2 separate regions of the Mus musculus genome follow, and region 2 is linked to region 1. The links are chromatin contacts, called in public HiChIP or PLAC-seq maps. All regions are on one chromosome and are shown on one strand. Each heading gives the region's core, a stretch centred on a gene start, on an enhancer-like site or on the middle of the called end of the contact. The rest is flanking DNA. Distances are from core to core; before and after follow the strand shown. Region 1 holds the start of Calcb (calcitonin-related polypeptide, beta). Region 2 has its middle 4.3 kb from the start of Psma1.

Region 1 (4,926 bases), core at 691-3,190:
GGAAAATGATGCTTGCAATTACTACATCACAGCTTTGCCAGACCCCAATGACAGTGACAGAAGTATGGGGATTCGGGTACTTTTCACCTCACAGATTCACCTTTACATTCTACAGGCACTTTTCAAGTCCCAAATCCAGAAGAGGGACACAGATGTCACCCTATTATTTGTAGGACTTTTGGAGAGAAGACCCTCAAACCAAAAAAGGTCATTCCCATGATTTTCCTTCCATCCAAAAGTGAACTCACAATCTAGATGGAGAAGGACCTTGTTTTCATGAAGAAATTCCTCTAGAGAGCATTGGTTGGGTGCCCTACCAATTACCAAAAAAAAAATCATTACAAAGCCATCCTATGCCTCTGCTGGGGGCAACTTTGATCTACATCTAGGTTCCTGGGGAAACTGCCTCCCATCCTCCTCACCACATTGAGGACTGGAGGCCAGCGGGAGTTTCCCAGTTGGGGTTTTTTTTTTAATTGAGGGAGGGTGGTATCATCTGCCCTTGCTCCAACAACTAGGACCTGAATCAGAAAAGTGACTCAGAGGACCTGAGTAAACACACTGAGTTCCTTTCTGATTCTCAGAAACTGAGGGCCAGGTGTGGATCTCCCAAGCCACAGGTATAGCCTTTTCCACACATTACTGGAACCCCCAGCAAGCTGGGCACTTGGAGAGTCCTTGTGCTGCAACCAAGCAGCGGAGAGGGAAAGCCTGAAGCCTTGGGAATGATGTCAGTTCACTTTCTAGTAGCTGAGCACCGCGTATCTTCTCCTCACACCTGGAAGAATGGGCGACGTGGAAAACAGGAGATACTCAGTTCTTTTTCTTGGGTGGGCACTTGTGATGCCCATGGTTAGGCCAGAGTGGTGATGTGCCTATCCCAGTGCACATAATTCATGCCTGATTCTGAAAGCAGAAATGTGAGATTATTTTTGGCCAAAGCTCAACTGATTTGGGTTAGTGCGTGCACACAGTCTTCTGCTGAAGGCAAGTGAACCGAGTATTCCTCAGTGACACGGTGTGTTAATGCCAAAGGTCACCTGCCAGCTGTCGGATGCCTGAACCTATGGATGCTTAACCAGCAGCTGAGTGAGTGTGAAAGTTCCCTGCTGACCCCTGGGTTGCTCAGGTGGCCTGTGCAGGACCCTGGCTCAGCTCTCAAGCTCTGCAGAGTGGGGTGGTGGAGATGCAGGGGAGGGGAAGGGAACTGCCATCTGAGCGCCAGCCTCCTGCTAGGCAAACCCGCCAGGGATGCTTGGAAGTGCTTTAATCTACACTGCTACAGCAGTGTGAGGTCTGGGGATTTGAATGGGGGCGGGGGAGGGATGTAAAAACCATAGCGCAGGATTTGGAAGGTCTGGTACAGGAGGAGAAAGCCCAGTTCCCTGTGCAGTCTGTTAGCCTGCTGCTCCACAATACTCTCTAGTTTCTATCCTTATTAGGTGATGGGAAGCACGCACTGCTAGAGTGCCCATTTGGGACAGGTATGACAGAAGTACCCTAATGTATCCAAGGACCCGCTTCTTCCTGTGACAGTCATCATCGTGGATGTATCTACTGAAGTCCTTTTAGAACCTGGGAGTGCTACTCAGCCTGCGTGGGAGTCCAGCTACGAGGTTCAGGTCCCCATTGGAGTGGGCAGCAAAAGGTTGTAGGCTGGAGTTCAGGTATTAAAGAGGTCGTGATGTCAAACTCAGGTTTGCTCACATTCTGGACGAATTCACCCTCTCTGTATCCTTACCCCACCCCCACTCCCACTCCTACCCGGTTCCTCAGCAATGACCTCAAAGACAGGGAGTGGACTGCTGCCTCCCTCCTGCAGAAGTGTAAGTAGCTCCAGCTATGACGTTATGGAAGCTCGGTCAGAGCTCTGATTGGTGGAAGAGCTACTGCGGACCCCCCACACCCTCAAGATCGAGAATAAGAGACCACGGCTCTGGGGACAAGACGCCTACAGCCGTGTGTGTGTGCTCTTCTGCAGTGGACACTTCACTCTCGCTGTTCCAACACGGGCTAGCAGGTGAGAAACTTAACTTCTCAACGCCTACAGCTCTCTCTCCTTTAGTTTGTTTCCTTTTGGTTGCTCTTTTTAATGCAGTATTTCACACTGTAGTCTAAGTTGGCCTGGCACCCACTATATAGCTCAAGTTGGTTCGTCTCAAACGCTAAGGTTCTCCTTTCTCAGCATCCTAAGGATGCGGATTACAGGCGCAAGCCACCACACCCCACTCTACTTGGATCCCTTTGCTGTCCTGGTTCCTTATCATTCCACATACATTTCCGCCTTCCTGCAGCCATTGTCAGAAAGTACAGTCTTGACATTTTCTTTTAACTAAAGTAAGTGGGACCCCTACGACTACTCAGCAGCACTGGAAGCTGGGCGACCCTATCTAGGCGCGTCTGTGCCCCCTCCTTGAGGGAAGGTGGTCTTGCCGCATCCTAACCAGTTTTAGGTTAAAGAGTTCCTTGGATTCGGGATTGGGGAGCACTGATCTTTTCTCTCAGATGTTTCCAGCCTTTAGCCTCCTGGGGTTATCAGCAAGCAGGTGGGTCTCGCTTCGCTGTGGGGAGGAGGAGTCCTCATCTGCGGTTCTGAGGTAGTTTAAAAAAAAAAATCTCCCAACTCTGCAGATGGAGAGAGGGGGATTAGTTCCAAGTTAACTTTCTTCCCCAGGGCAACCTCTCAGAAAGGGTGATTATAATAATTTCAACCTGTTAGAAATCCTTAGCAGCGGGACAGCAAGGCGCAGGGATCTCTGGGTGGTTTTTGGTTTCTTCACAGATGAGAGCCAAAGGGGCGCGGCACGTGTGTTCTCCTGCAAGCTGGGGGCAAATGAGTGCCGGTAGCTCCTCCTTGTTCTTAAACCGAGCAGAAACTGCAAACCACATCTACTCTCCCCCACTCGTTTCTGCTCTATCAAGCCACTCACCACACTGCATCTACTGCACGTTTTGAGAGCTGCAGTGTGGTAGGAGAAATAGAACCTGGGTCTATAGTCCTGAGCAATTGGACCATTCTTCTCTTCTTACAGAGACATCATGGACTTTTGGAAGTTCTTTCCTTTTCTGGCTCTCAGCAGCATATGGGTCCTGTGCCTGGCCAGCAGCCTCCAGGCTGCCCCTTTCAGGTAAATTAACCTGAATCAGAAGTGCAGTCTGGCTCTCCTCCGGCTGCCCCTGGGGTGTGTCAACTCTGCGGCTCTGTAGCCCTACTTGGTTATTGGTAATTCAGCGCCCTCATGTGGGAACTGGCCTAATGACCAGACCGCTACGCCCCTAGGGAAGAAGCAAGGGCTAGGAAGCTTGGTTTCTTATTTGGGGAGGAGATAGGCAGGGAATCAGAACCTGCACTGGCTTTGCTACCTCCACAGGTCCGCTTTGGAGAGCAGCCTAGACCTGGGCACCCTCGGCGACCAGGAAAAACATCTCTTGCTTGCTGCACTGATGCAGGACTATGAGCAGATGAAGGCCAGGAAGCTGGAACAGGAGGAGCAAGAGACTAAGGGCTCCCGGTAAGTCTCCTCCCCATCTGACCCCCACATGTAGGAGGACTTATTCCAGAGAGGTCGAGAGACAGTGGCCAGCAGTCCAAGGAACTAAACGTGAGTCCTAGCCTCCCACAGAGCTTCCAGTACCACCAGAGGGGCTCATAGTTGTTAGACACATTACAATGTTGTTTCTCCTGAAAACTCTTGGGAAAAGAAATGAGGAGATGTAGAAGGGATTTGGATTGCACTGATGGGGAAACATCAACATCGCTGAACCTGCTGAGGTAGGACTGGTAAGTGTGGTGCCAGAGGATGGACTAGAATTTCAGGAAGCTTTAACAGCTTCCAACATTTGCTGCTCTTTCAACTGTCAAGGAGCCTTCATTCCACACTTACAAGGAAAAGTTGTTGGGGTAGAAGGGGTCTGGGACAGGTAGCACAGAGTCTGAGGTAGGTCGGGGCATTCATAGATGTGTACACATTGTTACAGGGTCCCATGTTACATTGTTACAGGGCCCATGTGCTCCTAGCCCTGAAAGAGACCAACTCTGGCCTGGTTCCAAAGAAAAGCAATATGTTGACCTACACCCTGATCCACCGTCCCCCCCCCCCCACCCCAATCCCTGGCAGCATGAAAGACAAACAACACATGGAATGCCAGAAAGAGTCACCAATTTTCTTTGCCCTTCTCCACACTGTCCTGGCTTACTGCAACTCTGAGCCTTCCCAATGGAATTTGTGAGAACTCTACCTCTACCATCTCCTGCCCCAACTTCTAGTCCCCCTGCCTAGTTTAACCTGCTGACTGCCGTAAGATTAGCCCCTGGTGTTTAGTGCTGCTTGACATGTCTTCCCTGCCTGCAGTCTGGACAGTCCCAGATCTAAGTGGCATGGGATCTAAATAGGGTTCTGGGCATGTAGGTGCAGGATCTGAGCAACAGGATCTGAACAACGTTCCTGCCATCTCTGGTATGGACTCCAGGCCTGAAACACCATGACAAGACAAGAACACAGCAGGTTGCTTGCAGAAGGTCCATTGCTTTTGGTTTGAAGTGTCCAGGATGCTACTGGAGCCTTCTGAGTCCTTCCTAATTTCCTCTCTTGGTCCTTTTTTTAAAAAAAAAAATCTGTTGCGTGTGCATTTCTCTGCAAACTGGCAACAGCAGCTTTAGTGTGTCGGAGAATCAGTGGCCCAGAGTGGAAAGGGCAAGAACTGAAGTCAGAGGCAGGAAGGGAGCCTTCTGGAGCCTTTAGATAGCAGTTCATTACCTGCTCCTGAAGACTGGAATGAGCACATTCCTTACATCTCACTAATTTTCCTAGAAGAATCAGAGTTGCAGTGATCATTGCTCTGGTCAACCTCTGAAGCTTATGAGTGGCCAGGGCCTAGGAAAGAGCCTTAGTTTCAGGGGAGCTAGGCACAGGGCTTGTCTCTGTG
Region 2 (4,471 bases), core at 1,714-4,213, 440 kb before region 1:
AGGCCACTTTGTATATACTTTCAGCAGCACCATGGGTATTGTGTATTCCTTCTAACTTGTCAAACTGATGAGCAGAAAAAGAAAAAAAAATCCTCTAATTTGAGTGTGCTTTGTCTTTTCATTACTAGTAATAATATTTTTGTGTTTCTTCACTGTTCCTCCAATGATTAAGGAAGTTACTTAATGATTTGCCCTTGATTTTGCTTTTGTTGTTTTCTCATTAGCTTGTAGTTATGATAATGATGCCACTGTGGTCCTACGAAGGAAAGATCTTTCTAGAAACAAAGAAAAGAAAATCCTCATTCTGGCTCACATAAAAGCTGGTGTGTATGTCTGTGTTTATTGTAAATGTACAACAGGAAACCATATAAACAGTCAAGGATAGGAATTTTGGTTTTGTGAGTTTTTTTGGATTTTTGGTTTTATTTTTTCTCTGTGTAATCCTGTCAGTCCTGGAATTTGCTCTGTAGACCAGGCTGGCTTCAAACTTAGAGATCTACCTGCCTCTGCCTCCTGAGTGCTGGGATTAATGGTATGCACAAAGGGGTGCACTACTATGCAGGGGAAGATCGGAAGTTTTAACTTAAAATCTTCTTTTGAGACAATATCCTACTATTTAGCTTTGTCTGGTCTGGTACTTACTGCATAGATTGGGCTAGCATCCAACTTAGAAATCCAGCTGTCTCCAGAGTGCTAGGACTAAAAGTATGTACCACCACAACTGGCTCACTTTAAAATTTTTTACTGAAGCATTCATCATATCTGGCAGAAAGCTTGGGGAGCTTGGGATACCGTATGGTATTCACTAAATCTTGATTAAATTAATGAAAAGTCTAATGAAGGGCTGGAGAGATGGTTCAGCAGTTAAGAGCACTGACTGCTCTTTCAGAGGTCCCGAGTTCAATTCCCAACAACCACATGGTGGCTCACAACCATGTGTAATGGGATCTGATGCCCTTTTCTGGTGTGTCTGAAGACAGCTGCAGTGTACTCATATAAATAAAAAATAATAAATCTTTTTAAAAAAGAAAAGTCTACTAAAAATGGACCTATCATTCCTAAAAATGCCCTTTTGATTTCTATCTTCTCAGAAAATAATATGATATTCTTTCTTTATTCACAAAGCTCCACTTACAGGCCAAGAGAAGAGGCAGGCCGTTCTGGCACTCTCTTTCTGTCTCTCTCTGTCTCTGTGTTTCTCCTTAAGGTCCTAAAGCACATGTTACATTTTTAGTTCTTCTATACCTGTTTTTGAAGATTTGGCTAATGATGCTGAAAAATTGATCAACAAAGACATCTTGTGGGAATGCCAGCTCAGCAAACCATGTTAGTAAGCTAGGTCAGGATTTTTAGTTTTATTTAAATAATTTTATTTTTATTTATTTTTCATGTGTGGGTCGTTTGCATGTATGTATGCATATGTGTACCATATGCATATAGTGTTGATGAAGGCCAGAGAGGGCTTCAGCTTCCTTTCTACTGGAGTTAACAGAGGTTTATAAGCTGCCATGTGGGTGTTGGGAGTACAGCCTGAGTTCTCTGGAAGAGCAGCCAATGTTCTTAACTGCTGAGCTGTCTTTCCAGCCCAATGGCAACCATATAAGAGTAACTTCTAAATAAAAGCAAAGTTGAATTTTTTTTTTTCGTGAGGACTTGCAAATGTCTGTGGTGATCTGTATATGCTGAAGAAATGAGACAGAGCTGGTGCCACATACAAGTGAGTTTGTTCCCTCTGCATGGTGGAAACAAACCCAGTGTGGACTTCTTCCCTGCTTTCGAATGAACTATCTTAGAAATCTCATGACATTTTTGGTCTATCAAGTTAAAAAAAAAAAAAGCCAACAAATTGACTGAGGCTAACTAGTCCATTACTAATGTGAGACCAGTAATTAACACATTCATCATGGTGATAAAATATTAAAGGAGATGCTTCTTGGCTTCCCTAGCTTGAACAAATGGGTGATTATGTCCCTACCTGCGTATTCCCCTGTGCACTCTGTCCAGGCCAACTAGGCTGTCTTCAAAGGTGAAACAGGAAGGGAGACGGTTTAATGTCAGCTGCTTCAGTTCTGTGACTAAAGGTTGATTCCTGAGCTAGTGATGTTAACTTAACCCTGGTTACCGCTCGGGTTTTACAGAGACCCCCTTTGCTTCAGTGAGAACACACTGGTAACCTTGCACACATGGGTAAACGTACCTTCAGGCTATCAGCTCATCGCTAGGGACTTCAGGTCCGTGGCCATCTTCTTTGTATGGAATATTTTTGTCCTTTGATGTGGTCCTGTTTTTTTTGAAACAGGGTTTCTCTGTGTAGCCCTGGCTGTCCTGGAACTCCCTCTGTAGACCAGGCTGGCCTCGAACTCAGAAATCCGCCTGCCTCTGCCTCCCGAGTGCTGGGATTAAAGGTGTGCGCCACCACGCCTGCCTGATGTGGTCCTTTTCAATAGCACATTATGATCCAAAGAAACACTCTCAGAGGAATACTTTGCCTCAGATCTCAGTAACCATGGACTTTGACCAAACCCCAGACTCATTTTTCAGTGTATCAGCAAAATCCCCCCTAGCTCTTTGGCTCTGTGAAGGCCCAGAGTTTTGTCCATTCTGTTCACCATTTTTTGTTTGTTTGTTTGTTTTTTGTTTTGCTGTGTTTTTGTTTTTGTATTCCTAGAGTAGTGACTGTACATGAGAAAAGTATGTGAGCACTGGGTATATAAATCCCTCAGTGTAAGCCTGGCACCAGTCCACTGTGGCCTCTGACCCAATGGTTATATAGCAAAATTACACTAAATCCTTGAAGTTTCTTTCCCTAGGAATAGCTGAGGAAAAAGCTGTTGACTCACAACAATCCAAAAAAATTGCTCTAAAACCCTTCTAAACTAAATTTCCTCCCTAGCTTAGGAGTGAGTAGAAGATAGTCAGGAATTGCAAAAGACTTCGTCTCCACCCATTCCCCCGTTACTGAGAATTTCTGCTTTTGGTGGTTTTCCATTTTATGGTGGAATAGTTGGCATTTGACTTCCTTGGATCCTCAGCCAAACTCGAGGCAGACTCCCATCTTACCACTCACATTCTTAACCTCACTTGTTTACAGATTGTCCCTTTCTATCAAACCTTCACCCCTGAGAGACAAGAACTAGACCGTGCATATGCATATACATGGCACGTGTCACACAAACTCGGTGCCCAGTGAAATGTAACTGGCAAGACAGGACAGCCAGGGCTACACAGAGAAACCCTGTTTCAGCACGTGAAGGGACAGCTTAAGTTTGCTCCTTAGGACTTACATGGTGGAAAGAGAACTGGCTCCTGCGGTGTCTATAAAGTCCACATGCATATATACATATGCACACAAATGATAAAGGAAGAAAGTCAGACAGACTTAGCTGGTATCCCCAGACAGGTCCTGTGGCTCCCTTTTGCTTCCCACAGCCCTAACAGTAAATACAGGTTTTGGCTGATGATGTCTTTAGCCAGGAGCTAAAAAATTGATCAACAAAAATGTTGTAGGGTAACCAATCCAGCAAAGCAGTATTCCTTTAAAGCCATTAGTAAGCGAGGCCAGACTTTTAGGGTAAAGGTAATTTCTAGGGCCTGAAGAGATGGCTAAGGTACTTGCTGCTCTTACAGAGGTCTTGCTTGGGTTTGTTCAGTTCCTAGTACCCAACAGCCTGTAAGTTAAGTTTCAGGGAATCCAGTGCCCTCTACTGGCCTCCACAGGCATCTCAACCAATGAGTATAACCCTGGATCCACATACAACAGTGTTTTAAATTTCCATCAGGGGGCAGGAGACATGATTCTCTTTCTCGTGTGAAAAAAAAAATCTGTCAAAATGGAGTTTATGTTATACTTCTAGAACTATTTTCACATTTGGAGTTTGGAATGTCAGACATCCGGGTGCACATATGAAATAAGTGGGGGCAGCTGTGTGGAGGTCTAAGCTGGTGCGTGAGTTAACTTTTCTGGTTCCTGCAACAAACTACCCGGCAAAAGCAACTTAAGGAAGGAAGGATTTCTTTTGGCTCACAGTTGGAGGGTGCAGTCCACTGTGGCTGGAAACTTGAGGCTGCTGGACACTGGGTACTCACAGCCAAGAAGCAAAGAAGGTGGGTATTTGTGTTCACCTATTAACCATCACAGCTGGGAACCCTAAAGTGGGGGGTAATTTTCATAGACTAGAGTGAGAATAGAAAAGAGTTATAAGACCTGTATGCTGGAGTTCTCCAAAATTATGGTTGATTATGGTAGATCTAAGTTTGTATTTGAGTTTAGCTACTTCTAAGCTTTGAGGCCTTTTATAACTTCTCTGGCCTCCCTGAGCCTTCAGTGTGTATTGCTGAATCCTGTTAAATGAAGATAGTCTGTGGAGATCGAAGCTCAGTGCTAGAATGTGTATCTAGCTTGAGCAAGTCTGAAAAGCTGACCCCCAACATTGCCTTTAAAAAAAGTAAGAAAACCACCTTAAGGCGCAGG

The links. HiChIP or PLAC-seq counts read pairs in DNA pulled down with a chosen protein or histone mark.
Region 2: an H3K4me3 HiChIP or PLAC-seq map of bone marrow-derived macrophages shows a contact between it and region 1, with 7 times the contacts expected there. The contact joins the enhancer-like site here to the promoter of Calcb in region 1. A contact is called at or near these places in 18 of 39 promoter capture datasets (the 3T3-L1 cell line, cranial neural crest, embryonic stem cells and 7 more), 24 of 484 Hi-C or Micro-C datasets (B cells, the G1E-ER4 cell line, adipose-derived mesenchymal stem cells and 13 more), 20 of 115 datasets of contacts at active chromatin or transcription factors (bone marrow-derived dendritic cells, bone marrow-derived macrophages, embryonic forebrain and 10 more) and 2 of 9 other capture datasets (embryonic stem cells and macrophages).

Annotation. Positions count from the first base shown.
Region 1 is chr7:114,716,703-114,721,628 of GRCm38.p6, forward strand. It overlaps Calcb (calcitonin-related polypeptide, beta), which reads left to right and starts at 1,941. Exons shown (of 5, transcript NM_054084.2): 1 at 1,941-2,020; 2 at 3,033-3,128; 3 at 3,372-3,512. The coding sequence starts at 3,040.
Region 2 is chr7:114,278,153-114,282,623 of GRCm38.p6, forward strand. No RefSeq gene overlaps it. Among named protein-coding and RNA genes, the nearest start is that of Psma1, 4.3 kb to the left of the region's middle. Within about 2 kb of position 2,964, at least 18 of the 459 cell types and tissues checked have an H3K27ac peak or open chromatin away from gene starts, as enhancers often do. A contact at or near this core is called in bone marrow-derived macrophages, stem cell-derived epiblast-like cells and trophoblast stem cells, where this site is marked.